Regions from separate parts of the Mus musculus genome. Here regions 2, 3, 4, 5, 6 and 7 are each linked to region 1. Evidence: chromatin contacts called from public promoter capture Hi-C data. All regions are on one chromosome and are shown on one strand. The core of a region is the stretch at or near the end of the contact, and the rest is flanking DNA. Distances in the headings are between cores, read along the strand shown.

Region 1 (4,159 bases), core at 1,137-3,636:
TTAGTTTTGGTTTTTGGTTTTTGGTTTTTGGAGACAGGTTTTCTCATTGTGGCCCTGGCTGTTCTAGAACTGACTCTACAGACCAGGCTGGCCTTGGTCAAGAGATTTGCCTTCAGGCAATCTCAGCATTTAAGAGCACTGACTGTTCTTCTGAAAGTCCTGAGTTTAAATCCCAGCAACCACACGGTGGCTCACAACCATCTGTAATGAGATCTGATGCCCTCTTCTGGTGTGTCTGAAGACAGCTATGGTGTACTTAGATATAATAATAGATAAATCTTGGGGCCAGAGTGAGGAGTTCCAGATCGAGCAGAGGTCCTGAGTTCAATTGTCAGCAACCACAAGATGGCTCACAACCATCTGTCCAGCTACAGTTTACTCATATACATAAAATAAATAAATCTTAAAGAGAAAGGGAGGGGAGGGGAGGGGAGGGGAGGGGAGGGGAGTGGAGAGAGATTTGCCTGTCTTTGCCTCTCAAGTTCTGGGATTAAAGGCACATGCCACCACAACCCAGCTAAAAGGTTTTTCATAGGTAACTGTCTAAGGGAGTTGCAATAAGAACAAACAGACATGACTACAAACTGACTCAAAGAGATGACATAGATTGTTAAATACATTGAATTCCAGACTTTAAAAAAAAAATGAGAACTTTAGGCACTCAGGGTCCTTTATGAGAAGCAACATGTGTCTGTATGAGTTTGACTACAGTGGAGAAGTCTGGGAAAGGGAAATTCAACATTCTTAGTCCTTGGCTTTTCTGTTACATCCAGTGGTTTTTTACACATCTCCTTCCCATAAGTTCAAGTTTTAGGACTTGGGATTAAGTTTCCCCAGAGCCTAGAAAAAAAAAAGTGGTATCTATATTTGATAAATGGTGAATGGATGAAGAATAGGCTAAGTCAGCTGTGGGTCCAGACCCCTTTGGGAACCCCGTCTCCAAAAAAGTATTTGCATTACATTAAGAATTGTAACAGTAGCAAATTACAGTTATGAAGTAGCAATAAAAAACAATTCTATTGTTGGCAATCACCACAAAATAAACTGTATTAAAGGACCGCTGTACTAGGATGGTTGGGAACCACTGGCTTAAGTCACACTAAGTATGGTGAGAAAGGAAGATTGAATTTAAATCCTTTACTCATAAATGACTTGATTACTAAAAAAACAAACAAACAAACAAAAAACCCACAATATTGAAAAGATGAGAAATCTGGACTGTGATTACCCCAATATTCCAGAACTTGGATCCAAACCCACTCAATTAGTGGTGGCTCTGTGGAGCAATGCTGAAAGGAGACAGAAAGACAGATAATCAAAGCTTCAAACTTTTTGTTTTCACATGTTCTAATGTTAATGTAGAAAGAAAAATTCCATTGTGTACAACGGTCTTAATTAGTTAAGTCCTAATTAGATATGCCTAGAATCCTGTATTCAAGCATACAAGACCCCAAAGACAGGAACATAGAGATGAAAAAGGATTGATCTTTTGTTTCGATTTGATGATTTTAGATTACCAACTACTTTAGCTGGACCGATACGGACACTACAGCCTGCTGTCTGCCCCTATGCTTTATGAAAGAGCTTACTCCAGGAAGATACTCAGCACCACTCTCCAAAAGGAGGAAATGAATACATTGTTTCTTGGAAACTGGAAGGAGTGGAGTATGGAAGGAACACGAAGGTATCTTAATCTGAGTCCTTAAAGTTTGCACATACCTCAAAAAAAAAAAAAAAAAAGTTACACACCAGTCGTTGGCAATCTCTCAAGTATAAAGCAGATCATAACACTGGACACTTATAGCGCCCAAGCTTAACCTAAGAGCTGACCAGAGAAGATCTGCAGCTTAAAGGACTGAAATATAGATAATTCGTGAAATGAGAAACACAGGTACTGAATATCACATGAGTCACACTTGTTACTATGCTGCTGCTGTCGGGATGAAGGTACGGTAATAAAAGTCTTTGTCTTGGGTACATTGTCTTGTTAAGCCTCCCAAATGCTCCTGGACCCAAGAAACATTGAGGTGCGCGCTTTCTTTGGAAGCGAGCACTGGATAGTACGTACAGAAGCTCCTCCTAACCCGTCCTGGGATCAGCGTCCCAGGCCAGCGGGGCAGCTCCTAACCCGGCCCTCCTCCGCCGGACAGGGGTGGGGCTGCCGAGAGACAGCGCGTGCGGCTCTGTGGCCACCCTTTCAGTGGTTTTGCTGGCCTCCGGTCTCGCTTACTCATTTCCCTCCCTGACTTTACAGTGCACAGTTGCTGCACTAAAAGTGGGCGTGGCTCGGAACGAATAAAACACGCCCCTCTCGTGACGTAAGCACTGTTGCATGCGGAAGTCCGGCCTTAATTCCAATCAGGTCCTAGCAGCTCTGAAAAGTAACGTGGCATACTATGTAAAACATTTGCAACTTGCCAAATCAGTCAAACGTAAATTATTTATTTAGGGGCTGAAAAATCACTTCTGCCTGATTTTTAGCTACAAAAACGAGAAAAAAATAGCATTTTTCTACTGCTTCTTGAGCACGTGTTCTTACCTAGCGATAAGCACCTTAAATACAGGGCGCGTGCGCGGGCAGGTCGCCGCCGAAAGCCTGCGAGATTACCCAGCAACTTTGCGTCTTCCCAGAGAGCGTCCGTGGTGGAACTGGGCAAGCATGGGGAAGGTGAATGTAGCCAAGCTTAGGTACATGAGCCGCGATGACTTCAGAGTTCTGACTGCGGTAAGGAGTACACCTTTCTTGCTTATCCATTCGGTGACGTCCTCCTCCTGCTATTCTAAGGTCGCTGGGAGCTGAGTGAGGGCTCTCTGATTTGTGGATTGTTTGCCGAGGCTGGGATCTGGGTAAAGGGCACCAAGGTCTGATTTTCATGAAGCTTTGTGAAAAAAAGAACTATCTTTTACTAAACATGGTTCTTCCTTTCAGCTTCTTTTGCTGCAGATGTGCTTACGTCTCTGTGGCCCGGGAAATTTCATTGATCTTTGGCTTCCAAACTAGGGGAGGGTGGGAGTTAAGTCCTCTAATAGACTCAGACACTTAATGTTAAAAAAAAAAAGTCAGCTTTCTCTATCAAATATAACAGCAGAGTGCAAAACAAAGGAGGAAAGGAGATGCCTCTTAGTCGACCAGCAAATCAATATGTTAACAATGTAGTCAGATAGTAAGTACCGTGAAGGTAACAAAGGATAAAGAAATAGAAAGTAGCCACGTGTTGGAAGGATACTGTCTTTGAGTTTTACAGTGATGGAGACAGAATCCAAGAATCTTGTCTTTACTGTTAATCGAACTACAAAGTTTGTCCCCACCCCCCGAACCAATGAATCTTAACTGCCGGAGAAAAAAGTGTCCTTGGAGAGAGTTGTAGAAGAGGTGTCCTTGGAGAGAGTTAGAGGCAAATTAGAGCAAAAACTCAGAGATGGGAGGGAGAGTCTTCATAGAAGAGAAAGGTTCGATATAATGGTTGGGGACATACATGGAAAATGAGAACCAAACCATATAAGCCCTTGCAGGCCTAGTAAACGATGTGTGTGTAAGCCCGTGATTTATTTTTATTTATTTTTTAATTCATTTATTTATTTATTTATTTTGGTTTTTCAAGACAGGGTTTCTCTGGGTGTCCCTGGCTATCCTGAAACTCACTCTGTAGACAGACTGGCCTCAAACTCAGAAATCTGCCTGCCTCTGCCTCCCAAGTGCTGGGATTAAAGGCGTGCGACACCACTGCCTGACCTGTGAATGTTTTAATTAGGAAGATGACAAAATCTGATTCTGTAGTTTTAGTGTTGTGGCACAGAAATCAGGACAGTTATGTAAGGTTAGAATGAGTCAGGCTTTGTTTAGGAGTTGCTGACTTTTGGTAAGGGCTGTGTTGCATAATAGGATATGAAATGTGAGTTGCCTGGTTCATGTATTATTTTAAGCCTTTGTAGCCAAGTTAAGTAGGTAACGTTTACAAATTCATCAAATGCAAGGTCCACATGAACTTTGGCATGTGCTTCCTTTTTCCTATAGCTTCCTTAATTAACCTGGCTTTTTCTTTAAGTAATGGCTTTCCTTCTCAGCACATTCATTCATTTCTCAGTGTCTTGACAAAAATAGGGTAGTCGATAAGTGTATTGGAGGATTGGGGAAGCAAGGAAAGGAGATAAGAACGAG
Region 2 (4,159 bases), core at 449-2,948, 2.0 Mb before region 1:
GCTTTGGTGTTTTAAAACCTTGAAACTATTCCCACTTCTCACTCTGCTTCCTGCATGTGGAGATGAGAACTCTCAGCTGCTCCAGTCACATTTCCTCACTGGGAAGGTGGCTGACTCTGTAGTCATGATGTTATAACACAGGGACAGAAAAGTAACTAAAATACTGAGACACTACCCCAAGACAGGCAGGGATGAAGGCTGAATTGGGAGCCATTGTATGGTTTTCGCCATTCCCAAACCTTCTAAGACTGAATGATATTGCTGCCACCCCTGAAGACCTGAGGCACTATAAGGGTGGTGGCAGTTGCAGGTTTAGTCTCACCTTTTGTGGAGACTTGAGACTTGTCAATCAAGTAGCTGCCCCTGAAGGTTCCTCAGCCTGTTGTCAGGGCAACTGTAATGATTACTGCTCTATTCTAGCTACCAATGTCCAGAGAAGACTTCACGGCAACTGTAGATGCCACAGAGACTTTGTTTCAGTCAGGGGAACCATTACAATCAACCACCACCCAGCAGTTTCATGGCCTTGGGAAACTGACCATGACACCTTGAGATGGCTCTTAGATCACCCTACTCAGTGACCCCAGCCCAATGGCAGTATACAGGAGAAAGTTTTTTGTTGTGGTTGTTTGCTTTGCTTTGTTTTTCTGCAAGTTGCCCCTGTGCTGCCAATAAAATTTACTCCAAGTGGTACTGATGCCTCCTTGTAGTCTTGATCCCGGGTAGGGTAGCTTGCGTCGGTTGCATAAAGAACAGGTACAGCACCCAACAGAAACCAATAGAGGGCTGTTGTAGAGGCCATGGAGTGCTAAGACTGTGAAGGACTACGGGAGTGTTGGGAAAGTATAGCATAGAGGAGAACAGAAACTGCAAAAGATAAAACACTACTGAATGCAAGCGCCAGCTGCTCTAAAGAGTCCCAGAAAGTCACCGAGTTGCTACCTCTGGCAGCTGAGGACGCATCCTGGAGCTGTAAAGCTAAAGGCAGAGAACCCCTCTACCATAAGGCTAGCACAAGCTGTGACTCAACAGCTAAAACTGTAATCTTGAGATCCAAATGTTTCCAGCACCCCAAGTTGGGGGCTACCGACACAAAGGATGCTTTAGCTTATTGGAGATTTCCATCCAAAATACTAGACAGCCTGAATGTAGCCCACAAGGATGGCCACTTCACCCAATAAAATGACCAGCATTATTGCCTATGACAACTCTGTAAGTGGACTCTCGGCCCTTGATGCTCCTTGTCCAAGCTGTGCCGCCTTTCAGTACTGGTACTCCTAAGGGGATTCAAGACCAAACCAGGATCCTCGCAGCTTCCCATACTCTGCGTGGTTGCAAGCTGTGGTCTGTGGCATTTAAAAGGGTTTCCAGTGACTATCCGCTGCAGCCTGTGTGCGTGCATTACCGGAGCAAGGCACCCAGTGCTAGTGCAGGCTGCCACTCAGCCTGAAGACTTAGCCTATGGGACAAACACACTTTTCCCAGTCCGGCTATCCAGCGGCGTGCAGGCGTCCTAGGCTATTCCCCGGTTGCTAGGCAACGGGTTAAAGCTTCCTTCTTCCTGGGTGCCACCCACTTCGCCTCCCGCTCTAGCGCTTGCGTACTACATCCCTTTCGTCTCTTCGTCCTTTACTTCCAGTTATATAAGCACAAGCTTCACTTTGTCTAACCAGACACTTCTCCGGGCGGAAGTTCAATAACGGAAGCGGAAGTGAGCACGCCGTAGACTGTGGGTCTGAAATCTGGTTGACGCAGTCTGCGGCCACTGCTGAGCTTTGGGTAGGCCAGGCTGGGGAATCGGCCCTGGATCTCTGCTGTCGCATCTCCCTACCCCAGACTCCTTCCAGCATCAAGTCCACTATCCTCGCCGTGGCCACGCCCCTCCGCATCCTGGCTTCTCTGCGTCCTGGCTGTTCCTCCCTGGGTGGAGGGGAGAGGCAGCCATCCACTTGCAGGTGGAGCGGGGTGGAGACTCTTCCTGAGCCCAGCTGCAGGACACTGAGGACCAGCGAGGTAGACTCTCAGACTCTGGTAGCGGCTGGGGAGGGAAGAACTGGTAACTGGAAACCAGGTTGGGAGGTTGTAGGACCTTAAGTGATGGAGAGGCGAAGGGGCTGGGCCTCAGCTGTGTTGAGTTCCTCTGGGGAGGGGACCATCCGTTTGATTTCGGCCTACATATGCTCTCAGATCTTTCCACCTTAGGGACTTGCTGTTACCCACGTCCAATGTCTCTCATCATTTTCCCTATCTCCCATCCATTAGAGGATAGCTCCTGACCTCGACTGACATTAGGTTAGTGTACGAACGCCTGGCTACTTTTTTCTTTACCTGTTTTTGAAAGGCACCAGCAACTGATGCGTTATTTCTCTTGCCCCCACCTTGACTATAGCACCTCCCAGTTTAAAAAAAATATCTGTTCAGCCAGTCTTCCAGACGTTTATATCTGTGAACACCTTTGGCCCCCCCCAAAAAACTTACGTGGAGAGCATTTGAAATCATTTATTTTCCACACTCAAAGACTCTACTCTTATCTCTGAACTGGAGTCTGGATATATTTATGGAACTGATAATGAAAAGTTCACGAATCCAAGCTTTGGCTTCGGAGTCCTTGATTTCAGTGTACTGTGAATACAACACCCCTCTGTTCATAATTATAGAGCCTTTACAACTTGCTATTTATCTTATGTTGCTGCTTTGCAAGTGTTCTTGTCCCAGTTTTCCCCTCCCCATTTCCACCATCTTCAAGGTGTGCTTGGTATTTGAAAGAAAGGCCTGGTCATTGGGTAGAGCATTGTAACTTCTGTGTTGCAGATACTAAACTAATTTCATTTACTTTCTGAGTTGACTCCACCTTGGTAAGAAGGATGCATTCCACATAATGCTATCAATTGTTGCTACAGAACTTAATACCAAGTATAAATAGTTTTAATTTTATTGTTAGGCATTATTTCTCTCCATCGCTCTCTCTGGCTATAATGGGAGTCTATAAACTGTGAATTGGTTCTTGATCTCACTTAATACATCCATCTGCCCCTGGTTTTATTCATTTATTTTTTCCAAATAAGCATTGATCCTAGCGTATGGGAGACATTTCAGGGTAGAAAAGCCCACCCTACTGCTTGGAATTCTCAGAGCTCTCAGGCTGTATTTTGAGCAGCCTACAAGGACGACTATGTTGTAGGAGTAGGAGTGAGCTATTTGGAGAGTTTCCTTGTCTCAGCATCTATTTACTTCTTATATGCCTATTAAGACTTAACCTGTTGTCTAGCTGTAAAATTCCTAATTTATTTGTATGTTGGTTTTTTTTTTTTCAGTCATCTTGTAATAACTCCTTTAGGGAACAAAGAACTTCATTACATGCTTTTAGCAATAAAGAAAAACAATAATAACTTAATATCCACAGCTGTCTTTTGGTGATTGATTGATTGATTGATTGAGAATGTACTAGTTGTGTGCTATGTGATAGATGATGCCTCAGGAAGCATAAAGAAATGCCTGTTCACCTCAGGTAGACCACTGACAGCAGACCAAGAAACAAAAAACAAAACAAAATAAAAAAAATAGATTCCAACTAAGTCTAGCTTAGCAAACCAGTATGTTTATTGAAGTTCTTTATGGGAACATGGGTAACTGAAAGCCCACTCTAGCATGAATAAGAACTCAAGAAAACTGCATCCATGAAGCTCTCTTCACAAACTCGCAGGCCCCCCAGGCTATTTGGAGAGCCTCCTTTCCTGAGCAGTTACTGCGTTTGTAATTTTGGGGCAGGTCCTTATGAATGTTATAAGTTTGGGGGACTTCCTGAACCTTATGAGGTTCCGTTTTCTTTCCAGGAAGGAATTGGGTGTTGTGGATATCTAGCAATTGAAGACCCTTTTGATACCGGATGTCTTCTAATGTCACAAGTCCCCACACCTTTTCTAAACGTGTTGTGTGCATGCCACTTTTCTGAGGTAGTTTGTGGTTCACAGTGTGAGAAATTAACAGGGTAAAAGCTAGGAAGAACTGGTCCCTGCTCTGTTAAAACAGCAGGCTTTCCATTATGGGGGGAAGGGAGGAGCAGAAACACTTGACTAAAGCCAAAGCAATATACTGAGCCTGGCTTCCTGGAAAATAAGAATATATCAAGAAACCCAGTGTCTTAGCAGCTTTAGTAGAA
Region 3 (4,159 bases), core at 1,167-3,666, 1.8 Mb before region 1:
GGATACCTAGAACTTCAGTTTGTTCACTGGAAGCATGAGGCAAAGTGTGTCGCTGGGTGTTTGAGCCCATGAATAAGCAATCTTGAGGCAGGGTGAATGCTGGACTGATGATCAGCACCTGTGTGGGCCAACAAAGACACAGCCCCAAAGCATGGACTCTAGAGGAAGTAGCCAAAGGATGTATGTGAAAGTGGAGCTAAAAGACTACATTACAAAGGACCTCTCTTGTCAGACGTTCTGTAGTGACTTAGGCTCTATAATCTTCTACCAAGACGTTCTCTGCCTCACCACAGATACACACTGATGGTGCCTTTCCTCCCTGCCGTTTTCCCCCTAAGGTATATTTGGTCATAGTACTGTAAAATTGATGCACAGACTCCTTACCCATGCTTCCTGTAACTTCAGAATAATCCTCCATTTCCACAACCTCAGGCAAAATTTCATCTTCTGTTTCTGTTACAATTTCAAATTCTGGAAACAGGAAGTTGTGGTCTGGAACCATATGGTCTATTTTGTCTACAATAAAGTTATTAGCATCATTAATAAACATTGAGTTTTGAGGACCTAAAATTTTCCCATTTCTAAGACGTTAAGTTCTGAGACCTGTGTTGTTGAGTGAATTCATCACAGTTGAACATCAGAGCTGCTATGGAATAGGGCAATCACTATGTAACCTCATACAAGCCATCACATGAAGTAATAGACAGTAAATGTGTGTGTGACACTGCTACATATATAACATGGCTTATTGTCAGTAGACAGGCTCTTACTATGTTGCCTAGATTGCCCTCTAACTCCAAATCCTCCTGCAGCTGGCACTCGAGTGCCAGGACCACAGATAGGCACCACCACTACGAGCTGAGTAACAACTGTTAGCACTTGCTTGTTCTTAAGTATTAGATATTATACACAATACCTAACACTAAAGATCTGTTTACACCAACAAAAGCATGAATAAAGTGGAGAGATACAGTCTACAAAGACACTGAACAATTAAGAATTCATTATTCGGATCAGGGATGCATGAATGTGATTGTAACGCTTTTTGCATGACCACGGTTAACTACTCTTAATAATACTACCTGTTAATAAAGCTGGTTGTACTAACCAGTACCCCAGAGCTCGTGTCTCTAGCTGCATATGTAGCAGAAGATGGCCTAGTCGGCCATTACTGGGAAGAGAGGCCCCTTGGTCTTGCAAACTTTATATGCCCCAGTACAGGGGAACACCAGGGCCAAGAATCAGGAGTGGGTGGGTAAGGGAGCAGGGCTGGGGGGGGGGGGGGGGGTATAGGGAACTTTCGGGATAGCATTTGAAATGTATATAAAGAAAATATCTAATAAAAAAATAAAGCTGGTTGTGTTTTAGATTAGCGAAGTGTTCATGTTACCAGTTCCTAAAACTTTTAAAGTATGTTTTCTAATTTCAAGTTTAACCAGAAACTGGAGTACCTCAGTTGACAGAGACGGTAAGGCTAAGTTGTCTTACCTGACTGTGTACAAGCCTGCTTGTGTCCCAGCCGCCAGTCTAATGTCTGATGCTCCTTGCTGCAGTAATGTGCCTGTTTGCACCTAGAGCATGTCATAGGGGCCAAGCAACCACAAACCCGACAGAGATGGGCTCCAGACTTGAGCTGGAGGCACACACATTCCGTACCCAAAGCTTCTGTTTCAGAAGGGGGCTCATAGGAGTAGAATGCGTTGTTCCTTGGTAGCTGATTACGAAAAACTGAAATGAAGAGGAGAAAGGGGTACGTGAGATTATCTTTCCGTGAAACAAAATAATTGAAACATTTGAACCGTTTTCGGTGCTTCACCTCATAAAACCTCATTTAAGGAAAACCTAAGGTTTTTGCTTTCGGGGTGGGGGGGCGGTTTTTATATGAAAGGGAATAAAAATAAAAGCTAAAGAGCTTTTAAACCCGGGAAGAGTTCCGTCTGACAAGAGAAATTGGCTTTAAGGAGTCCGTGCCCAGGATGAAAGGGACACGATTCTAAGACAATTCCGGTACCTGAATACAACCACTCGCGCCAACCGATCGTCCTACGTCCAGGGTTCAGCCCCCGTGGCAACCCTCGCCCGGGTCCTGTCCCGGCGGCCGCTCACCTCGCAGGCCGGCGCAGCACGGCGGCTCGCGACAGCAGAAGAGAAAGAGGCTGCGGTGGAAGGCGTCGTCCCGGCCCGGCAGCGGTGCGTACACCTGCAGCAGGAAGGCGAGCGGGCGGCCGCAGCGCGCACACGCCAGCGCCCCGGGCCCCGGCAGCTCCGCCAAGCCCAACCACGCGGGCCGCCCGCCCACTTTGCTGGGAAACTGCTCGCTGCGCAGCCTCCAGGCCGGTGCCTCCTCGGCGAAGCCCAACTCCACAGGACCAGGGGCGGCTGCAGCCATGCTCGCAGCAGGACTCTGCCACCAGGCCGGAAGAGGGCGGTCACGTGTTAGGCCGGAAGGCGGGAGGCGGGGTCAGATCTCGAGCTGGGACCGGACTGGAGGTAACCCTATAGGCAGGAAGCAAAAGTGAATAAAGGACGCTGGTGAGCAAGACTACCTCCATCGAACTGTCACTGTTTCTGGGGATCCGAAGGCCGGAAGCTCTTCAGACCTCTGAGATTAGGGTGTCGGTTGTAGATCCTCAGGTTGGAGTGAGGGAAGTGGGGGCATTCTCAGCACTCGGGGACAAAAGACAAACTTTAATTAGTTCGCAGCTGTAGCCTTTCGCTATTGGGTAAGAGACTCAGCCCGGATCAGAAACATTTCATGGTTTATGCCGTTAGATATTGTCATAATCTTTGTGATTATCTTAGAGTGGTCTTTTAAAATCTCTGCTTCAAAAGAGGTTTTTCCCGGAGCTGAGCAAGTTTTACAGAAGCTGAATTTTCAGATTTTTATTATGACAGTTTCTCTAGCAAATGGAACTTGCTAAGTGGATATTGGTGGTGGTCACTTCTTAAGGGAGAACAAATGCGTGCTTCCTTTGGAAGAGAAAGGGGCAAGTAGGCTTCCCAAAGCAGAAGTTAGCAGTTTAGGTTATTCTGTTATCTCAGAACAGAGAGTTTCTTATTCTCTTATCTTAGTTTTATGAAACTGAATACATCCTAAGTAATGTCGCCAATCATAATTAATGTTGAAGTTTGCTATTTTTATCTTCTCTTTCAAAGGGAGGCTCTGTTCTCCTGTGGAAGAATTGAGGTTGGGGGCGAACCCACACAGACCCTTGAAACCTGTCCTCATGCAGTTAAAGGATGTTCAAAACTGGGGTGGAGGAGAAAGATGACCGGATACAGTTGAGGAGGAGCACTCGAAACAAACGTAAATCATAGCGCTCTGCTTCACACAGTTGGGTGCTCCCATACTCGCTGCCCTGTGTGTTGGATTTAGACAGGAAGCAAGATGTAAAGACAAAACAACAGTGGGTTTTTTGGCTAGTGTAAACAAGAATTCCTGGAAAGGAGCTGTCTACAAAGTCTGGTTAACTAATAAAACTTTTTGACTTTGAAGAGTTTAGAATCTTTAGAAATGGTACTATTTCTCTTGGGTTGTCTTTAGCCCCTTAAAGATACCTTAGTGGCCGCTTTTGTGTCAGACCTAACACCTTGATAAACAGATAAAGACTATTGGACTGTATTAACAAAATGCTATTCTCCACCAATCAAAAGGCTAACAATGCTATCAGATGGTGTCTCAGGTCTGTACTGAGATTCCTCTGTAACTACTTAATGTTTCCACAAATGCATTCATTGTTAAAATACCTTGATTTCAAATTTCCTTTTTGTTCTGTTACTATAAAAACTCCATGAAAGTGCTTCCACACTGGAACATATAGTACTTGGGAAGACATGAATATATGTTCCCGGGCTACGATCATTCAAATTTGGCTCCGAATGAACTTTTAACTCCCTTTGAGGTGAGAGCTGTAGTTTTTGCGTCAATATTCGTAATGGAACTGAATGAAGTGGGTTCCCATCTTGGTTCGTGCAGAGCCAAATAAAGCCCACCCAAGACAGAAGAGTGAGCACATCAGTGGCCTTGCTGAACAACACAATCAAGTAGATTTTATTTATGTGAAATAGGAGGCTTCATTCCTGAGGAGTTTAGAGGGGTCAGCCTATTTCTGAACTTGCTGAGTTAAAGAGCATGCTTGTGATCTTGCTCAATTTAAGG
Region 4 (4,159 bases), core at 804-3,303, 1.8 Mb before region 1:
CAAACATAGGGCTTCTCCCCTGTGTGTGTCCTCTGGTGCTTGATGAGGACTGACTTCTGTGTAAAGCCCCGCCCACACTCCCTGCAAACATAGGGCTTCTCCCCTGTGTGTGTCCTCTGGTGCTTGATGAGGTCTGACTTCTGTGTAAAGCCCCGCCCACACTCCCTGCAAACATAGGGCTTCTCCCCTGTGTGTGTCCTCTGGTGCTTGATGAGGTCTGACTTCTGTGTAAAGCCCCGCCCACACTCCCTGCAAACATAGGGCTTCTCCCCTGTGTGTGTCCTCTGGTGCTGGATGAGGTGTGAGTTCTGTGTAAAGCCCCGCCCACACTCCCTGCAAACATAGGGCTTCTCCCCTGTGTGTGTCTTCTGGTGCTCATTGACATTTGACTTATCACTGAAATATTGCCCACATTGTCTTTCAATACTTGAGATTTCTGATGCAATAAATGATTTGACTGTGTCCTCTGTATTTGTTGTCTGGCCTGTTCTGAGCTCTTCCACAGTTCTCTTACTTTCCTCAGATCTCATTTGTTCTTTGAGTGTGCTGGGAAAGGTTGTTGAAATCCTCTGCCTGGGTTTGGATTTTCTTTTTACTTCATTGCTGGCCTTGTCATTTTTGTTCTGTGAATCAACATGTTGTTCCTGAAGCTGATCTGAACAGGGATCTCCTGGTTTAGGATTTATTCTTGCAGATGTTCCTGGGAAGATTTCAGTGCGATGATTCCATTCCATATGTTGAGTGAGGAATTTCTGACTTGAGAAGGCCAAAGAGCACAAAAGACAAGGATGAATTTCTGTCCTTAGTTCTGTGGAAAGATAAAGTTTTTGATGAGACTGAATATAATAAATTGCTTAGGCATCTGATTTTCTATGTGGTCAGGCCTACCCCATTACTTAGTCTTCATGAGTTAAGGCACACCCAGCTAGGTTTGATGGTTCAAAGACAATCTGGTCAATGAGGTAGGATTCTATAGCCAACACAAGTTGTCTGTCTCCTATCAAGTGCAGTGAGTGCATTCCATCATCCTTTGGGTTTTTTTTTTTTTTTGTCATTTTTGTTTGTTTGGGGTTTTTGTTGTTGTTGTTTTGTTTTTTTTGAGACAGGGTTTCTCTGTGTATTCCTGGCCATGCTAGAATTTGCTTTGTAGACTAGAGTGGCCTTGAACTCACAGAGATTCTCCTGCCTCTGCCTCCTGAGTGCTAGAATTAAAGGTGTGCACCACCTTTATTTTAATTTTTTTATTCTGTTATTTTATTGGATTTTTCTTTATTTACATTTCAAATATTTTTATTCTGTTTTTATTTTAACTACATGTCCTCCAAGTAGGATCAGAAGCAACCTTATTCTTGGTGTAAACTGCAACGGCAAGCAAGCCCTACAAACTATAAGCATCTTTTTGGTTTTTATATCCTACCTTACCCAACAACCCTACCTCACCCAGTTCCACTTAGTCAGGTGTCTGGTCACCTTTCCCTATGCACTCTCTGCACCTATTTCATACTATGGAGACATAACAACACTTCCTTAGGTGGAATTTCCCTTACTGGATTTTCCTAAAAAAGGAAAATTAAATGTAATTGGAGCCCATCCAGCTAGAAGATCAACAACTATGAGTACCTGGGTAGAGTTGTTGATAAAAGCAGCATATGAGTTTGAAATTGTCTTCTCATTCTAAGACATAGTCAGTTGGGGGTTCTCCTTTAGGTTAAAGAAGACAGGATGTTCTGGGTCCTGCTGACTAAAAGTGTGCTCCTGCTGCCACACCTTGGCTATAAAGTACCTTTCTCAATGATCCACAAATTGTAAAATGAAAGTTAATTTTCTCCTCATACCAAGTACTCATGCTTATTTCATTTACATTTAGCCCATTTCAAATATAACAAAAACCCTGTTTCAAAACACATCTTACTCAGATGTCTTCTCTCTGTGGCCCACTAGTCCTTTGCATGCAATCCTTTCCCCCTGGAAACTGAAGCAATCTCTGAGGTGGTTGCACACTGCACTATATTTTTGAAAATTCGCCAAAGCATCATTGTAGAACAAAGAACTGAAACCCCGCTATGCCTCACTCTCACTCTCCTGGGACCTTCACAGGCTCTACATTAACAGGCTCACATGCATTTCTCTGGCATCTGCTTCCTTCCATGAAATGACTTCAACCTGTTCTCAAAAGTGCAGCCCTTTCATGCCTTGAGACAGTTACAACAGCTATCTCCTCTGAGACCATCTGCTTGCCCCTCCCAAATCTTCCTTCAATAGCCTTTATATTTACGTCTACTCCACGGGTCTCTAAACACTTTTCCTGACTCTGCATAGGTCTGTACAAGTATGCATGCTTCCCTAGTCCATGAGTCAGCTAAAGAGCAGGCATTTCAATATTTTTGTTTATTTTATATATTTTTTCTCTCCTGGCACAGAGCCACAATTTACCTGACATCTAACTGACATAGTGCCAGATGACATATTTATATTATTTACATATATGAAAGAAATTAAAAAGAAACCAAAAGGAAGGACCAGAATAAACTAATTCAGTAAAAAAGTTGATGGGTACGTGAAAACTTTTTTCTTGTTTTTTTTTTTTCTGGACTCTAACCTTATAGCACTTATATGTTGTTATATATTTTGTTCATAAAGTACTTGAAATAAATTTAGGGGTAGAGAGATGGTTCAGATGTTAAGAGTATTTGCTGTTCTTACAGAGTACCTGGGTTTGATTTTGGCACCTACATGGTAGCTCAAAACTATCTATAACTCCAGTTCCAGGAGATCCATCACTGTCTTCTGGCTTCAGCAGGCACTGCACGCATATATATATACATGCAAGCAAAAATTTATACATACAAAATAAATATAACAATCCTTTTAAAATTAGAATATTTAGCCGGGTGGTGGTGGCACATGCCTTTAATCTCAGCTCTTAGGAGGCAGAGGCAGGTGGATTTCTGAGTTCGAGGCCAGCCTGGTCTTCAAAGTGAGTTCCAGGACAGCCAGGGCTACACAGAGAAACCTGTCTCGAAAAACCAAAAAAAAAAAAAAAAAAAAGAAAAGAAAAAGAATATTTAAAAGCATAAAAATTTTATAACACTTTAAAGCACACAAAATGATCTTTAATTTCAGAAGTTCTCAAAAATTCACTGAATTTATATTGTATTTCACTTAGCTTAAGAATTGAAACACAAGATGTCTTGAGGGCTCTGAAACTCCACACAACGGTGTTCTACTGCCTGAGTGTACCCATCTGAGGTGATTCTTGCAGCCCAGGGTCTGCTTCAGGAAAAAGTCTCCTCCCGGTTCATGCAGGCCATGAAGCCGGCTACCTAGAGCTCCTAGGTACATATCCGCGCAGTACTTGCACTCCTGTAGAGGCTACTGCTCCTACTGCTCTAATATTCTGAAGGAGCCCGTGCATTTAGAAGGGTGTGGACATGTCTTCTGTAATGACTGTACAAGTGACTGTTTTGGAACAGGATGTGTTACACTCTAGCTTGGAACCTAGACTTCAAGATAAACGGGCAATTGGACAGTATGGCCCAGCTTTACAGTACGCGTCAAAACTTGATACATGATAATAAACTTTTAGATCCAAAAGATGACACCTCTGGACAATTTTATTTGGTTATGAAAAAAGGAAGAATAATTTAATAAAAATGTAGTTTAGCCCTCAAAGTAAGAAGGTCAGATATGCTGTGAGTAAATTGTACAAACACAGTACAGACCCAGCCACAAAAGACAAAAAGATGACAAACCCTGGCATGCTTCGGTATATATGAATTTGTTTCTACAAGTCCTCATGAAGTTGTTTCTAAGAAGGCTAAAGCAGTTTCCTAGAACATCTGCAAAAAAGCAGTAGAAGAAATCTTTACCTGAGATCAACCTGGAGTGGAATTTAAAGTCAGGGAAGAAGATAGTAGATTTGAGTCCAAAGAGGAATTAGAAGGCCTCCCTCTGCAGCCAACCACCAGTAAATAGTGACATAAACTAATTAGCCAGTAGCTCTGTTACAGAATTTGAATGGTCTGAAAGCTTGACTGAAGTCTCTATAACCACTGAGCATATAGTGTCTCCAGACACTGTGAACAAGAGTGAAGAGGAAAGTCTGTATAAAATATTTTCATTCAGTAGGGCATAATAGAAATCCCAAAGGTTACAGCTG
Region 5 (4,159 bases), core at 778-3,277, 1.8 Mb before region 1:
TAGAAGCTAATCATAACAAGATGACACCTGAAGAGTGTGGCCCCATAATTGAATTAGTTCTTTCATAGGTAGAGATCCTATGAAAGGCTAAATGTGTTCTACACATGAACACACATAGTTCATGTGAATACACAGTGGAGATCTCTTATACACAAAGGAGAAGCCATTGTTGAAACCTGACAAGGCAGCACTCCCATTTTGGATTTCTAGCCTCTAGAACTGTAAGAAATATATTTCTGCTTAAAAATTTAGCACATGATATTTTGTTGACAGCTCTTTAGCTACCTAATTAATGCAACGAGCACACATTTCTCCAGATATTTAAGTGGCCAACAAGCATAGAAAAAAGTGTTCAACACAATTAGTTATCAGGGAAATGAAAATTAAAGTCCCAGTGATATATCATAAGAAGTAATGGCAAGGATGAGGACAAATTGGAATGCTTGAATGACCACCTTTGATGGGAATATAAAATGGCACAGCTACCAGAAATAGTAAGTCCCTCAAAAATTAAAATAGAGCTGGGCGTGGTGGCCCATGCCTTTAATCCCAGCACTTGGGGGGCAGAGACAGGCAGATTTCTGAGTTCAAGGCCAGCCTGGTCTACAGAGTGAGTTCCAGGAAAGCCAGGGCTACACAGAGAAACCCTGTCTCAAAAAAAAAAATTAAAATAGAATTACTTTATGATTTAGATTTCTTTATGTACATATAAAGAGTGAAAATAAGATCTTGAAGAGACATTTGCACAACCATGGTCATATTTACATGATTAATAATAAGCACGCAGGCTACAGACTAGGTAAGGTGCTTATCCTAGCTACTTTGGGTTTGATATTTCTTGTTCATGCCCAGATTTGTATATATTTCATATTTATTATATTTATAAATAGCATATAGTTTTCACATATTTTAAAATGTACAGGAATAGATTCTTACTATTAATTTTGCATTGCATCTTGTTTGTTTGCTGACCCTTGATTCTGAAACACCCAGTTTTCAGAAGTTGGTTCTGAGACATTATGGAACCTAAATCTGGCTTGGTTTCCGATGGGTACTTCTAAATTCTCCTGCCCCCTCACCTCACTTCTAAACTCTCCTAGCCTCTCCTCACCTTGTTGCTTAGGTGTCCACTCTTCATCAGAATCCTCACTGTCATTTATTTGGGGTTTCATTGCTTGCCTTTGGTAACACATGAAAGCTGGTCTAGGGGCTCTGAGACCTGAAAAGCAGCAAAATATTCCTCTTAAAAAGGCCCTAGAGGATGGAACAAATGTATCACAAGGCCAGGTAGGCTCTGGGTGTGGAGATGAGATCTCTACAGGGCCAGTGCTAACATTTAGTCCTGGACACACAGACACACACACACACACACACGTTTCCTCTAAACTTGTCTCCATTGGGAACTGTACCACTGTAGATACCTGGGAAGACCCTAACATAACATGGGAACATGGGAACTGAGATTTTATTTTTTTAATCTAGACTGGTTCAACCGAAGACTTCTTGTTACCTATTGAAATCAGCATTTTATAGTTCCTTTTCACATTTCTATAGCGAATTTTCTCCCACTCTCCCATCTCTGCCCATTCTTCTTTGGAGAAGTATATGGAAATGTCTTTGAATTCATCTTTGACCTGGGGGAAAAAAAATAAAAACAAAAAACGGAACATGCTGGGCCGGGCTTGGGACCCTGGAATGTGGTCTCAGTGACCAAGGTTATCCTCCCATTCCCAGAACCTTCTTTAAGCAAACACTGGATGTTCATGCTGACAGAGCAGTTGCTAATGAGCCTTTCCTCTCTCACATATCGGGACCCACCTTCTTGTCATAGGAAAAATCAATATGGTATTGGTACTCAAGGCTGTTTGCCTCTGCCCACCCCATGATCCTCCTGACTCAAGGATAACTTCGTACTACCTTGGGTTTCCACTCGAATTTCCCTGTATCTTCTTCAGGACTATTTTCTTCCAGCTTGTTGGTGTTCATGGTGCAGGACATTTCACTGGAGAGGTCCAGGGTCCTATGGTCCTATGGATGAAGAGGTAACTAAGGGCCTTAGGCGATCAGAGATGCCCACCAGCACATGGGAAGGAGCTAGGGGCTGGGAATCCATGCAGCCAACACAGGCAGCTTCTTCGGACTCCGAGGTCTAGTACTCTGGTGCAGGAGCAAGGATTCTGGACTGAGCCCTAAACCTAGGCACCGACCCTCCGTCCGGGTCAGGACCTGCGACAGCAAGGAAGGAAGATTCCTCCCGCCAACCGGTGTCCCCCCCCACCCCATTCCCACTTGCTCTTCATCTGGACCAAGGAGTCAGCCAGGGTCTGAAAGATGTTTTCAGGTAAATGGATTCGGGAATCCCGAGTACAAGGGATTGAAGTCCCTCTGGTGAAAATGTAGGAACGCTCTGGCTGAGATTTTAACTTTGGGGACCTCGGGCTGAGGAGTGGGGTGCATCAGATTGAAGGAATTGGGTTCGTAGGCTAGAGGAGTCTTTCAGGCTGTGAAATAAGGTTTGGAGACTCGCAGTCTGACGAGATTTGACGATTATGTCACGAAGAGTTGGGATTTGTCACGTCGGAGGTATTTAGGGTCCTGCGGGACGAGAGCATTTAGGATCTCTGGAAGCCAATCTGGAGTGACAGACAGGTCCTCGAGACCGAGGGCGTCTGGGGTCTTTGGGGCTTAGGAGAGTCTCTACGCTGAGAGTCCAGGTTTCCTGTCTGGAAACTTAGTCTCTCTGAGGCGAGCTACCCAGGTTCCTCAGGCAGAGGCTGGGTTGGTTCCGCACAAGTGCATTTGGGACCTCACTCAGCCAAAGGGCGTTTGGAGTTCCCGAGAAGCTGAGGTGACCGGGTGTGTGCGTGTGAGCGCGCGCGCGCGTGTCACGCTGAGGGGGTCCGAATCTAATTTAGGGGATATGGGGTCTCACGGGCTGAGCCTAGAAAGCCTCGCTGGTCCTGAAGGTTTCGCCTGCACTCATGGTCCAGAATCCCGCGGCTCTGAGGCCACCGCCGGCGTTCGTCCCTCTGAGGAGTTCCGAGGCTGACTGACAGGAGAATCCGCCAATTGACAGACAGCTGGCTGAGGGGCGGGAACAAGAAAAGCGGAGGGCGGAGCTCTGCCTGTCAGTCAGGGTGCAATTCCTGCCCGTGGCTTTCTCCAGGCTGCCCCTCCCCTCGCTGGGATTGCCAGGCCCCTGCACGAATCAGGTAGTGGCCAGCGCGCAGGCGCACACTTGTTCTCTGTGCGGCGTCCGTTCCTTCAGACTCCTCTTTTTCAATGTGGCAGGCTGTGTTACCTGACCTGTGTCCTGTCTACTAAAGGTCTTAAAACCATGGAGCAGAGCTTTAAGTGCTTAGGTCTGCTCTAGAGTGGGGTTTCAGTCAATCTCCAATTGGAGCTGGGCACCGGGAAGCCGGGGATGAGGGTGGGACCGGAAGTCCAGCTTTGGCAGGCATACCCTGAGCTCACGTCTCGCCTGAGATAAGTAGCTTAATCAAATAGATAGACAAAATCAAAACAAATAAGGCTCTCCGGAAAAGAACCTAAAAATTAGGCTATGAAAGAGTTTAAAAAAAAAAAATTTAAAAGCCTCTAATTTAACAATAACTTTAATAAATAAGCACATAGGTTTACTAAAATGTTCGTGGCGTAATAATAGAGTGCCTTGGCTAATATAAATCGTTATTACTGAATAGAAATTAGCTTATAAGAGGGGTGGAGAGATGGCTCAGTGGTTAAGAGCACTTACCGCTCTTGCAGAGTACACACATTCTCTTCCATCACCATCGCGGGGGCAGCTCACAACCCCTCACCCCGTAACTCTAGTTCATGGGATCTGATGACTTTGATGACTTACGTGGTGCACTTACGTACACTTAGACCTACGAAAATACACATAAATAAATAGATCTTTTAAAAAGAAATTAATTTAAAATGTCTAGTGATAAGAATACGAACTACCCGCTGCTAGTGCAAAATAAACAGGCACAGGTGCGATACCCCAACTCTAGTTTGACTTTCCCTTCAATTCTGCTACCTAAGCAATATTAGACTTTTAAATATATATATGTATATATTATTATATATATTATATATGTGTATATATATATATACATATGTATATATATGAGATTTAAGAACTTTTGATAGTGCT
Region 6 (4,159 bases), core at 501-3,000, 1.7 Mb before region 1:
AGAAAGTCCATAGGTGGTAGGAAATCTGGAGGTGCCACAGGCATCTGCATAGATGCTGGGAATGGGTGCAGACTGGAAGGAGAAGGCTGCAGAAGACAGGAAAGGGAGGCTGCAGAAGATGTTCTGCTATAAAGCCATGGATAAGAGGAGGGGAGGAGGGGGAATGAAGGCTGCCTACCTGATTTCCTGGACAGTGTAGTCCTGTTTGTTTTTTGAGACAAGGTCTCTCTAGGTAGTCCTGGTTGGCCCTGGAACTCAGAGAAATCCTCTTGTCTCTGCTTCCTAAGTACTGAGATTAAAGGTGTTCAGTAACATGTTTGGCTTCAAAATGAGAAGTTTAAAAAAGTAAGATCTGGATCAAATGGAATTACAAGAGGGTTTGAAGTCACTGGTAGTAGGCAAGCGTCTATTTTCTGACCAAGATCTTACAGAACTGATGAGAGAATGAGGTCTTATGTACAAAGTGGGGCTGAGGGTTTAAAATAACATATGCTTCTCCATTGTGGTTAGAAATAACGGTCTGACATTGAAGATGGCTTAATAAATGGGTGTCAGATCATCCAAGCAGATCCCGATGTATCCAGAGAGACAGGAATGTGGGGGGTTAACTTCAAAGCATTTTAGGTTGTTTTCAGCTCCCGACTTCTTGTCCCAAGTAAATTCAGCATTTCTGAGACCCTCAGTGCAGTATTGGGGATGTCTAATCAATGTGTAAGATCATTGCTGTACAAACACGAGGACTTGAATTTGGATCACTGGCGCCCACATAAAAATCCATAGCAACATGCATCTATAAGCCTAGTATTAGGCTGTGGAGACAGAAAGATCCACAAAATTCACCGGTCAGGCGGGTTAGCTGAAATCTGTTAGCTCAGTGTTTAATGAGAACCACTTGAAAACTAAGGTAGATTGAGTGTGATGGTGATGCCTTTGATCCCAGTACTCAAGAGGTTCAGAGTGGTCAGGGCAATGTAGAGTCTCTTTCGCTCTCCTTCACCCTCCCCCTCTCCCTTTCCCTTAAAAAGAGTGAAGAGGAGCCTCAGCATGGTGGTGCCTACCTTTAATCCCAGTATTCCAGAAGCAGAGACAGGCAGACCTCTGAGTTTGCCCGCCAGCTTTATCTACATAGCAAATTCCAGGCCAGCCAAGCAGGTACATAATGAGACCCTGTCTCAAGTAACAAAACACAAACCAAAAAGGTAAAAACAAACAAACAAACACCCTAAAAACAACCAAAAACCAACGCCAAGGTGGAGAGCAAGAGAAACGTGAAGATTGTAGACAGTGACCATCGGTTTCTACCCATATACTCACACAAGAGCACACACACGGTGGTTTAGCCCCCTTCTCTACCCTGCATTATCCTCATACATTTTCGTTCCTTTAAATGTTTTACTTAAGGAATGTTCCTCTATACCCCCTCCCCCAAAATGTTCCATGTAACCTCTCCCAACGGCCCCATTGGTTCCCGTTTCATCTGGGAAAAAAAAAAATTTTTTTTTCACAAAGAAGAGAAACTCGCGCTGCAAGGGACCTTGATCCTTCCCCCTCAGGCCAGATACAATTCTTTACACAGTTCCTTTACTTTTTTCTTATTCCCCTTCTTTGATACTCTGTAGCTCCCTAACTGCTTCTGCTAGCTCATTTTAGTGCGCGGGGGTGGGGGGTGGGGTGGGGGGGCGGGGAGCGGGGGTGGGGTGGGGGGGGACAGGGCTTCTGGCTGTGAGAGTAGTCACGGTCACCCTGAATCAACACTATCCCCACCAGGCACTAATCAGTTCCGTCTCTCCTGCCTCTGCTCCTCCAACTCCCTCCACCTTCCTCCGTTTTACTCTGCAACCAAATCATCTGCTTACAGGTTTGTAACAGTTATTTTTCAAAAGTCTCTCTAGGAATGCAGGATGGCAGGATCCATCGCAACAGATGAAATTTAAACTCTCCTGCTAAATTACCAGAGGACCTCCTCTTCAACGAACCGAACCGGGAACTACGCCTGTCTGAAAACCACCCTCCTCACCTTAAGTGTCTTATGCGGATAATGAGGTAAAAGAGACAGTAAGAGAAACCTCTTGAAATACTCGGGCACCATCCTCAGAGAGCTTCAGGAAGTCTCTGGAGGTAGCTTTGCTAACATGCCAGTTTTAGTCACTATTGTTTTTCTCTCCTGGGAAGCAAAACTTTAATGAACAGTATTTAACCTGAACAGTCCCACAGTACCACAACCCTGGGGACTCTGATAGCACTTCCTGTCCCAGGCTCTTGGCCAAGGCTTACTCAACTGGCTCCCTCTCTGCAATGGACAGATTCTCCTGTAGGCAACACTCATTTGAGCTTCAGTCCCTTGACCTCAGTATTTTAAGTTCTATTAAAATTAAAATGAATAGTCATATGACATTTTAAGTTAGGCTTTGAGAATTGGCTGTCATTGAACTTTTTGAGAATAAATCAGATTAGTGAAAAAGAGTGAAGTTATGCTGCAAATTCTAGACCAGGTACTATCTTAAAGGCAGATTTTTCAAAAATTATATTTAATTGTTTTTATCTTTTATATGTGCAAGTGCACAGTGTATGTGTGTGTGTGTGCGTGTGTGTGTGTGTGTGTGTGTGTGTGTGTGAGTGTGTGTGTGTGTAGATGAGAAGGCAAGCTGTGGGAGTCAATTCTCTCCTGTATGTGTCTGGAGGGTAGAACTCAGTTGTCAAAATAATCTTACTCCCTTCATTTCCAACTACAGGTAATAAACCTTCATACACAGGTTTATTAGAGGGATTTCTTATACCTGTGTTTGATGAAAGACAAACTTAAATCTCTAAGTAAGGAATTGGATTATTTATTTATTTATTTATTTATTTATTTATTTGTATTTTTTGCTGCTAATCCCCTTTCAGGGGCCTGCTTCAATCTCTCTAGAATATACTGTCCACACATGTTTGCTTCACTGTGGCAAGTGAAAATCTGCTTATACTGCCTGTGTCTTCCAGATACATTTTTTTTCCTGCAAAAAGACACGAAAGAAGGAGAAACTTTCCACTCCTAATGAATATGAGGATCTTGATAAGTCTTGGTGAGCTCAGCCCTTCATTCATTGTAGCACTACTTAGCATCCCTGTGCATTAATACAAACTAAGACGTTAAGCAGCTCCTTCCCCTTTATTAGACTTTCCAACTGTTCACAGGACTTTTTATTTGAAAGGTGGTATATAGTCTTTTTGTATTATGTTAATGTACAAGCATCTGCTAAGATAAATTTATAGAACCACAATTATGGAGTCAGAGAATGCGTGCATTTATACACACCTGGTCCTAACAGGTGCTCTCAACATGCATCCCACACACAGTCTGGCTGGCAATATGACACCTACTTCACCACATAATTTGGCCTTAACCAGTCTATAGATAAAATACAGTGTTTCTGTGGTTTGGAGTATTTTTATTTACTTTGGTTTAGCTATAGTGTGGTCTTTATTGTTGTTGTTGTTTTGTTTGTTCGTTTGCTTATTTGTTTGTAGACAAGACTTCCCTTTGAGGTAGACTAGAGAGCCTCAAATTCGGGTTACTCTTACCTCATGCTTCCAAGTTCTGGCATTGTAGGCATGCACTACCACATCCAATGCACAATCAAAGTTCTTTCCATCACTTCCAGCTGGCAAAACAGCTCAGATGGTCAAGGTGCTAGCTGCCCAAACCAAGAACTGGCACTTGATCCTTGGGACCCACCTGGTGGAAAGCATGCACCAGCTCCTTCAGGTTGTCATCTGTACCTTCCCCTCCCCAGCCTGAAACCTGTTTGCTCAGGTTTCAGTGTTAGAGAGCATCAGGGCAGAGCTTGACGCCCTATCATCCTGCCACTCCCACTGCCGCTGCCTGCCAACTAGCTGTTCCGGACCTATCACGTGTTCACCTGCAACTTTACTCCAAGATGATTTGGTGGGAATCGGGCCCCTTCCCCTCCTTCATAACTGAGTGTCTGGAAATAGTAAAATTGAGTTTTGATCAGAATTTTGTCTAGCTTTGTCTTTTTCTCATCTGCCTAGCCCCCTCTTCTCTTCCAGATTCCAAGATGCCTTTCCAGAACAGAACCCAGACATGTGAGTCGCTGGCCGCAACAGATCTGGCGCCCACGCGGGACTGAGAAACGGCAGAGGACATTTGGAAGAAACA
Region 7 (4,159 bases), core at 1,061-3,560, 1.7 Mb before region 1:
GGACCTCACTGACACATCCAGTTGTTCATTTTACACATCTCCTATATATTTCTCAATCCTATCAAGCTGACGACGAAGATTGGCCATCACAGACATCCACTGGCAGTCACTGCTAGTAGAATGTTTCAAGAGTTAAGGATTCACAAAGTAATGTGTTAGATTCTGTAAATGTCATACTCTCCCAAAGGTCTGTGAAGTGTTCCAGATGGAAATTGTACAGCAGCAAAATGAAATTCCCTCATAGTTGATGCTAACTTTCTAGATTTTCTGCTATTTACATGTTTATAATCACCCCTAGGCTGTTGTTTGATATACTAAGAAGAGATGTGAATGAGCCAGAGGAACGATTCAGTGAGGAAAGATACCAGCCAAGTCTTAAGATCTGAGTTCCAGCACTTGGATTTACATGGTGGCAGGGGAGAATCAAGCCCTGCAAGCTGGTTTCACTGCCTCACGTGGGCTGTGGCACACCCACAAACACTAACAAGAAACAAAACTTAATTTGAAAAATTGAAACAGAGTTTAGTCACTCAGCTGACAAGTATTTTTTTTTCGTTACTTTTAAGACTTGAACAGGACAGGGAACACCAGGACCCTGGAAACTCTGTCTAGAGAAACAAACAAATAACCCACAAACCTATGCTGAGAAACCTTGTCTCAAATGGAAAAGGAAAAAAAAAAAAAAAGACTTGAACATGCAAGATTGTTGCAATTTTTTATACATTGTATTTCTCTATATTCTCCAGTCTTTCTTCCTCCAGTGTTTCTAAGAGTTTACAGAGTACTGAAGTATATTATGATCTTATTCAAAACATAAAGCTCCAAGTTTAAATTTTCTTCCTTTCTTTTCTTTTCTTTTCTTTTCTTTTCTTTTCTTTTTTTCCTTTCCTTTCCTTTCCTTTCTCTTTCTTTCTTTCTTTCTTTCTTTCTTTCTTTCTTTCTTTCTTTCTTTCTTTCTTTCTTTTTTAGGTTTTTCGAGACAGGGTTTCTCTGTGTAGCCCTGGCTGTACTGGAACTCACTTTGTAGACCAGGCTGGCCTCGAACTCAGAAATCAGCCTGCCTCTGCCTCCCAAGTGCTTGGATCAAAGGTGTGCGCCACCACCGCCGGGCAAAGTTTAAATTTTCATTAGAAATTTCCCAAATAGCTTAAGAATCATTTGGAGATATTATGGCAGCCAAACTCATTTGACTTCGAAGGAGAGGTCTCTACAGAAAATGCAACTTCAAAAAGTAAGTTGAAAACTTTAAAAAGTTAGACCCACAAGGTGGGTACACCAGCAATTCCTTTACTACCACTCCGGAGGCTGAGGCAGGGAGATGGAGAAGTGGAAGACCAGCCTGGCTTTGTATACTGTCTTTAAAGAATCTTTTATTTGCAGGCCAGGTAATGAAATCAGAAAGAATTTTGATTTAAAAACAAGTAAGCAAACAAAGTTCCAAATCCTTGCAAAAACAGTCAGCCTTGTGGTGATGGCACACGCCTGCCTGTAATGCCTAAACTTCGAAGGATCACCCTGAGGCCACCCTGGGCTACATAATAAAACGCTCTTTCAAAACCAAAAAGCATAATAAAAACAAAATTGAAAACCGTACATAGATTGCTACATCACCACGCTTGAAGAGATTCTGCTTCGACATACTGAGGCCTGCGGATACAGTAATGACAGTAACTGTCAACTAAGCTGCAGCACCTTAGATCCAGTTACCAACGCCCCTCCAGTTCCGATTCCGCACGGCACCCTTCCACCCGCATTCCAGGGAGCGATCTAGGCAGGCACAGTTGTAAAAGTTCTTTTATGAACCAGGCATGGGCCACCCACACACGAATCAAGGAGCGTCCTGGGAGGTCAGCAGCTCGAACTCTATTTTCTCTCTTTCACTAAAGCCCCGCCCGGGAGGAGACTTAGTCGCTGGTCGCCCAGGCAAAGATCGCAGCGGGAGGCGACTAGGTTGCCCAATAGTTCTCTAGCTGCCCGGGTGACGCAGCAGCTCCGACCGGACTCCGGACACCCGGCGCGCGCGGCCGGCCCCCACCGCAGGCAGTCCTGGGCCCCCGCTCTGGATCCCTGCGCATCCGTGCCGTGACCAGAGCGCCCATCCCCGGGAGCCCCACGAACGCCAGGGGTAGCGCCGGTTACGAGTGCGAAGGCCGAGCCTGGGCTGGACTCGGTGGCTTTCCCCGAGGGGCGTGCACCACCTCGGCGCCCCGCCCCGCCCCGCCCCGCCCCCGCGCGTCGGCGGAAAGGCCGGGCGTGCGCGCCGCCGCCGCGCGCCGGGAAGGGGAGTGAACCGAGGCGGTGACGTCGCTCGGGAGGCGGAGGCGACAGCGACCTCGGCGGCGCCGCGCGGCGGAGACGGTTGCGCTCGATCGCGGTCTTGGCGTCATGGCGGCTGCCGGCGGCCGATAAGCGGCGGGGCGGGAGCGCGGACGGAGGAGGCGCCCTCGGTACTTCCCGCTCGGCCCGGGCGCCCGGAGATGAACTGATCGTCGGACCCGCTCCCCAGCTCCGCGCGTCTCCGCCCGCTGCCTCCCCTCCCCCTCTGCCGTCCGCGGCGCGGGTCCCGCGGCCTGGGCATCCAGGATCGCGGGCCCCCGCGCGGGGCATCCTCCGCCCGAGGCGCCGGCCCGCGCCACCCTTCGCCCTGTGCCCGCCGGTAAGGACGGGTCGGCGAGGCCGGGGAGGCCGGGAGCGGGCGAGGCCCGCGAGGCCCGGCGCGGCGCCGGGGGCGTGGGAGAGCGGCCCGGCGCATCCTCAGCGGCCTGGCGGCGCTGCCCGGCGCGCGGAGGGGACCAGCACGTGGGAGCGCGGGGCGGGTGGGGGGGAGGGGGCGGTGGCCGGGCGAGCCCGGGAGGGCGCGCGGCGGGGCTGCGGGAGCGGGAGGCGGGAAGGAGGCCGCGGCGCCCGGCTGCGGGGAGAAGGTGCAGCGGCCCCGCGCGGCGCCGCCCGGCAAACTTAGCCGGGAGCCCGGCAACTGCCAGGCGGGGAAGGAGGCTGCAGAGGGAGCCCTGGCCACTTCGGGGGCTCTTATTGTTGAGACGCGGGAGCGTCCGGAGTCCGGGCGCTCGGAGGAGAACTTAGGGCCGGACGGAGAAAGGAGGCGAGGCTGGAAAGGAAGTCCAGCGGACGGGGAAAGCCATCTTGAGGGGCGAGAGGAAGGTGAAAGGGAAAGCGCCTAGGCGAGTGAACTTTCTCAGCGCAGACTTTGCGGAGAGGAGGTGGAGGACTTCGGCCGGTTTCACCGGGGCTGGAATTAATAGTTAACGTTAGGAATTACTGTTGAGTGCTGTGGATCTTAGGTGACCTGTTCTCCCAGAGGTATGGAGACTGAGCTCTGCAGGTTGGAAATCCTGATCCAGGTGCAGAGTCGGCCCCCCGGGCGGAGGTGGCAGCAGCCTGTTTGGCCCCTCTGTTCTTTGGAGTGGAAATAATCAGTTAAGTCTCTGCTGGAGTCGGAGGACAACTCTGTTGCGTCCCGAGTGTGTCTTGGTGGTACTTTCTGGCTGGGGAAGGATCTGACGTCTCCTTCCCCCGCTTCTTCCTCTCCCTCCCCTGCCAGAGATCTCCTTTGTTTATTCGTGGTTGGCTTGTAGGTGACTCTAGTGCTCTGGCGGAAATCTTGAGAGGTGGAAATATTGTCTTGCTCCCCACCCCCGTCCCCGTCGTTTGCCTTGAAAATAAGATACAGTGTGTATTCTTTGTATTGCCTTTTTATGTTTTTTTTCAAGGCGTCTTAAGTACCTTACTGGGTATATAATTTTTTTTTCCACTCTACCATTGGTTTACCTGGTAAAAACTGTCTGTTTTGACGTTTGTAGTTTTGCTAAGATCATGATAACCTTTTATTACTCTCTTTTCCGAATGAACATTTAAAAACTTTCCTTAGCTGGATATGAAGTTCTTAGTAATAGGAGTTAGTGCTTCAGTAAACATAACCCTTACCCTCTCGTCGTTTGTTTGTCGAAGTTACCGAGTAGCATTTTCTCCTCTTTGGGAGTATGTATATGTTACTTTGTTTTAGGAATCTATATAAATAGTGCTACACAGTAGTAATTAGTCTGGAAAGTTTGTTGCTCTTCTGTCAAAACAGCACTAGCAGTGGCAGGCTAAGTCCTAGCAAGCAAGAATGCACTTAATAGATGCCTAGTTCTTGTACGTG

What was found. Promoter capture Hi-C pulls out the DNA fragments that hold promoters and counts their contacts. Capture Hi-C pulls out chosen DNA fragments and counts their contacts.
Region 2: a contact with region 1 is called in a promoter capture Hi-C map of pre-B cells, with 5 times the contacts expected there. The contact joins the promoter of Fam120b here to the promoter of Riok2 in region 1. A contact is called at or near these places in 5 of 39 promoter capture datasets (the 3T3-L1 cell line, the C10 cell line, hippocampal neurons and 2 more), 2 of 484 Hi-C or Micro-C datasets (CD8 T cells and pre-B cells) and 1 of 9 other capture datasets (liver).
Region 3: a promoter capture Hi-C map of pre-B cells shows a contact between it and region 1, with 6 times the contacts expected there. The contact joins the promoter of Pdcd2 here to the promoter of Riok2 in region 1. A contact is called at or near these places in 14 of 39 promoter capture datasets (the 3T3-L1 cell line, the C10 cell line, the HPC-7 cell line and 11 more), 1 of 484 Hi-C or Micro-C datasets (cortical neurons), 4 of 115 datasets of contacts at active chromatin or transcription factors (astrocytes, epiblast stem cells, pro-B cells and 1 more) and 3 of 9 other capture datasets (adipose tissue, liver and pancreatic islet).
Region 4: a promoter capture Hi-C map of pre-B cells shows a contact between it and region 1. The contact joins the enhancer-like site here to the promoter of Riok2 in region 1. A contact is called at or near these places in 10 of 39 promoter capture datasets (the C10 cell line, cranial neural crest, embryonic stem cells and 5 more), 2 of 115 datasets of contacts at active chromatin or transcription factors (embryonic stem cells and large pre-B cells) and 1 of 9 other capture datasets (adipose tissue).
Region 5: a promoter capture Hi-C map of pre-B cells shows a contact between it and region 1, with 7 times the contacts expected there. The contact joins the promoter of Prdm9 here to the promoter of Riok2 in region 1. A contact is called at or near these places in 9 of 39 promoter capture datasets (the C10 cell line, cranial neural crest, embryonic stem cells and 4 more), 3 of 115 datasets of contacts at active chromatin or transcription factors (astrocytes, large pre-B cells and pro-B cells) and 2 of 9 other capture datasets (adipose tissue and liver).
Region 6: a promoter capture Hi-C map of liver shows a contact between it and region 1, with 6 times the contacts expected there. The contact joins the promoter of 4933401D09Rik here to the promoter of Riok2 in region 1. A contact is called at or near these places in 9 of 39 promoter capture datasets (the 3T3-L1 cell line, cranial neural crest, embryonic stem cells and 4 more), 2 of 115 datasets of contacts at active chromatin or transcription factors (the NIH/3T3 cell line and large pre-B cells) and 1 of 9 other capture datasets (adipose tissue).
Region 7: a promoter capture Hi-C map of liver shows a contact between it and region 1, with 6 times the contacts expected there. The contact joins the promoter of Chd1 here to the promoter of Riok2 in region 1. A contact is called at or near these places in 2 of 39 promoter capture datasets (embryonic stem cells and liver), 3 of 484 Hi-C or Micro-C datasets (B cells, CD8 T cells and muscle stem cells), 10 of 115 datasets of contacts at active chromatin or transcription factors (acute myeloid leukemia, astrocytes, cardiomyocytes and 7 more) and 2 of 9 other capture datasets (adipose tissue and liver).

The regions. Positions count from the first base shown.
Region 1 is chr17:17,371,946-17,376,104 of GRCm38.p6, forward strand. Riok2 (RIO kinase 2) reads left to right here and starts at 2,387. Exons shown (of 10, transcript NM_025934.2): 1 at 2,387-2,725. The coding sequence starts at 2,660. Gm36768 (predicted gene, 36768) reads right to left here and starts at 2,271. Exons shown (of 4, transcript NR_168690.1): 1 at 2,069-2,271; 2 at 1,229-1,289.
Region 2 is chr17:15,394,548-15,398,706 of GRCm38.p6, forward strand. It overlaps Fam120b (family with sequence similarity 120, member B), which reads left to right and starts at 1,699. Exons shown (of 11, transcript NM_024203.3): 1 at 1,699-2,013.
Region 3 is chr17:15,524,885-15,529,043 of GRCm38.p6, forward strand. It overlaps Pdcd2 (programmed cell death 2), which reads right to left and starts at 2,417. Exons shown (of 6, transcript NM_008799.2): 1 at 2,107-2,417; 2 at 1,489-1,728; 3 at 385-516. The coding sequence starts at 2,389.
Region 4 is chr17:15,544,553-15,548,711 of GRCm38.p6, forward strand. It overlaps Prdm9 (PR domain containing 9), which reads right to left. Exons shown (of 10, transcript NM_144809.3): 10 at 1-808. It also overlaps the pseudogene Gm18564. Among named protein-coding and RNA genes, the nearest start is that of Prdm9, 17 kb to the right of the region's middle. Within about 2 kb of position 2,054, at least 18 of the 459 cell types and tissues checked have an H3K27ac peak or open chromatin away from gene starts, as enhancers often do. A contact at or near this core is called in pre-B cells, where this site is marked.
Region 5 is chr17:15,561,304-15,565,462 of GRCm38.p6, forward strand. It overlaps Prdm9 (PR domain containing 9), which reads right to left and starts at 2,028. Exons shown (of 10, transcript NM_144809.3): 1 at 1,918-2,028; 2 at 1,511-1,634; 3 at 1,112-1,219. The coding sequence starts at 1,986.
Region 6 is chr17:15,630,038-15,634,196 of GRCm38.p6, forward strand. It overlaps 4933401D09Rik (RIKEN cDNA 4933401D09 gene), which reads left to right and starts at 1,751. Exons shown (of 4, transcript NR_045431.1): 1 at 1,751-1,858; 2 at 2,980-3,062; 3 at 4,051-4,159.
Region 7 is chr17:15,702,657-15,706,815 of GRCm38.p6, forward strand. It overlaps Chd1 (chromodomain helicase DNA binding protein 1), which reads left to right and starts at 2,311. Exons shown (of 36, transcript NM_007690.3): 1 at 2,311-2,656. It overlaps 5830433I10Rik (a long non-coding RNA gene), which reads right to left and starts at 2,721. Exons shown (of 2, transcript XR_001782213.2): 1 at 1,658-2,721; 2 at 1-112.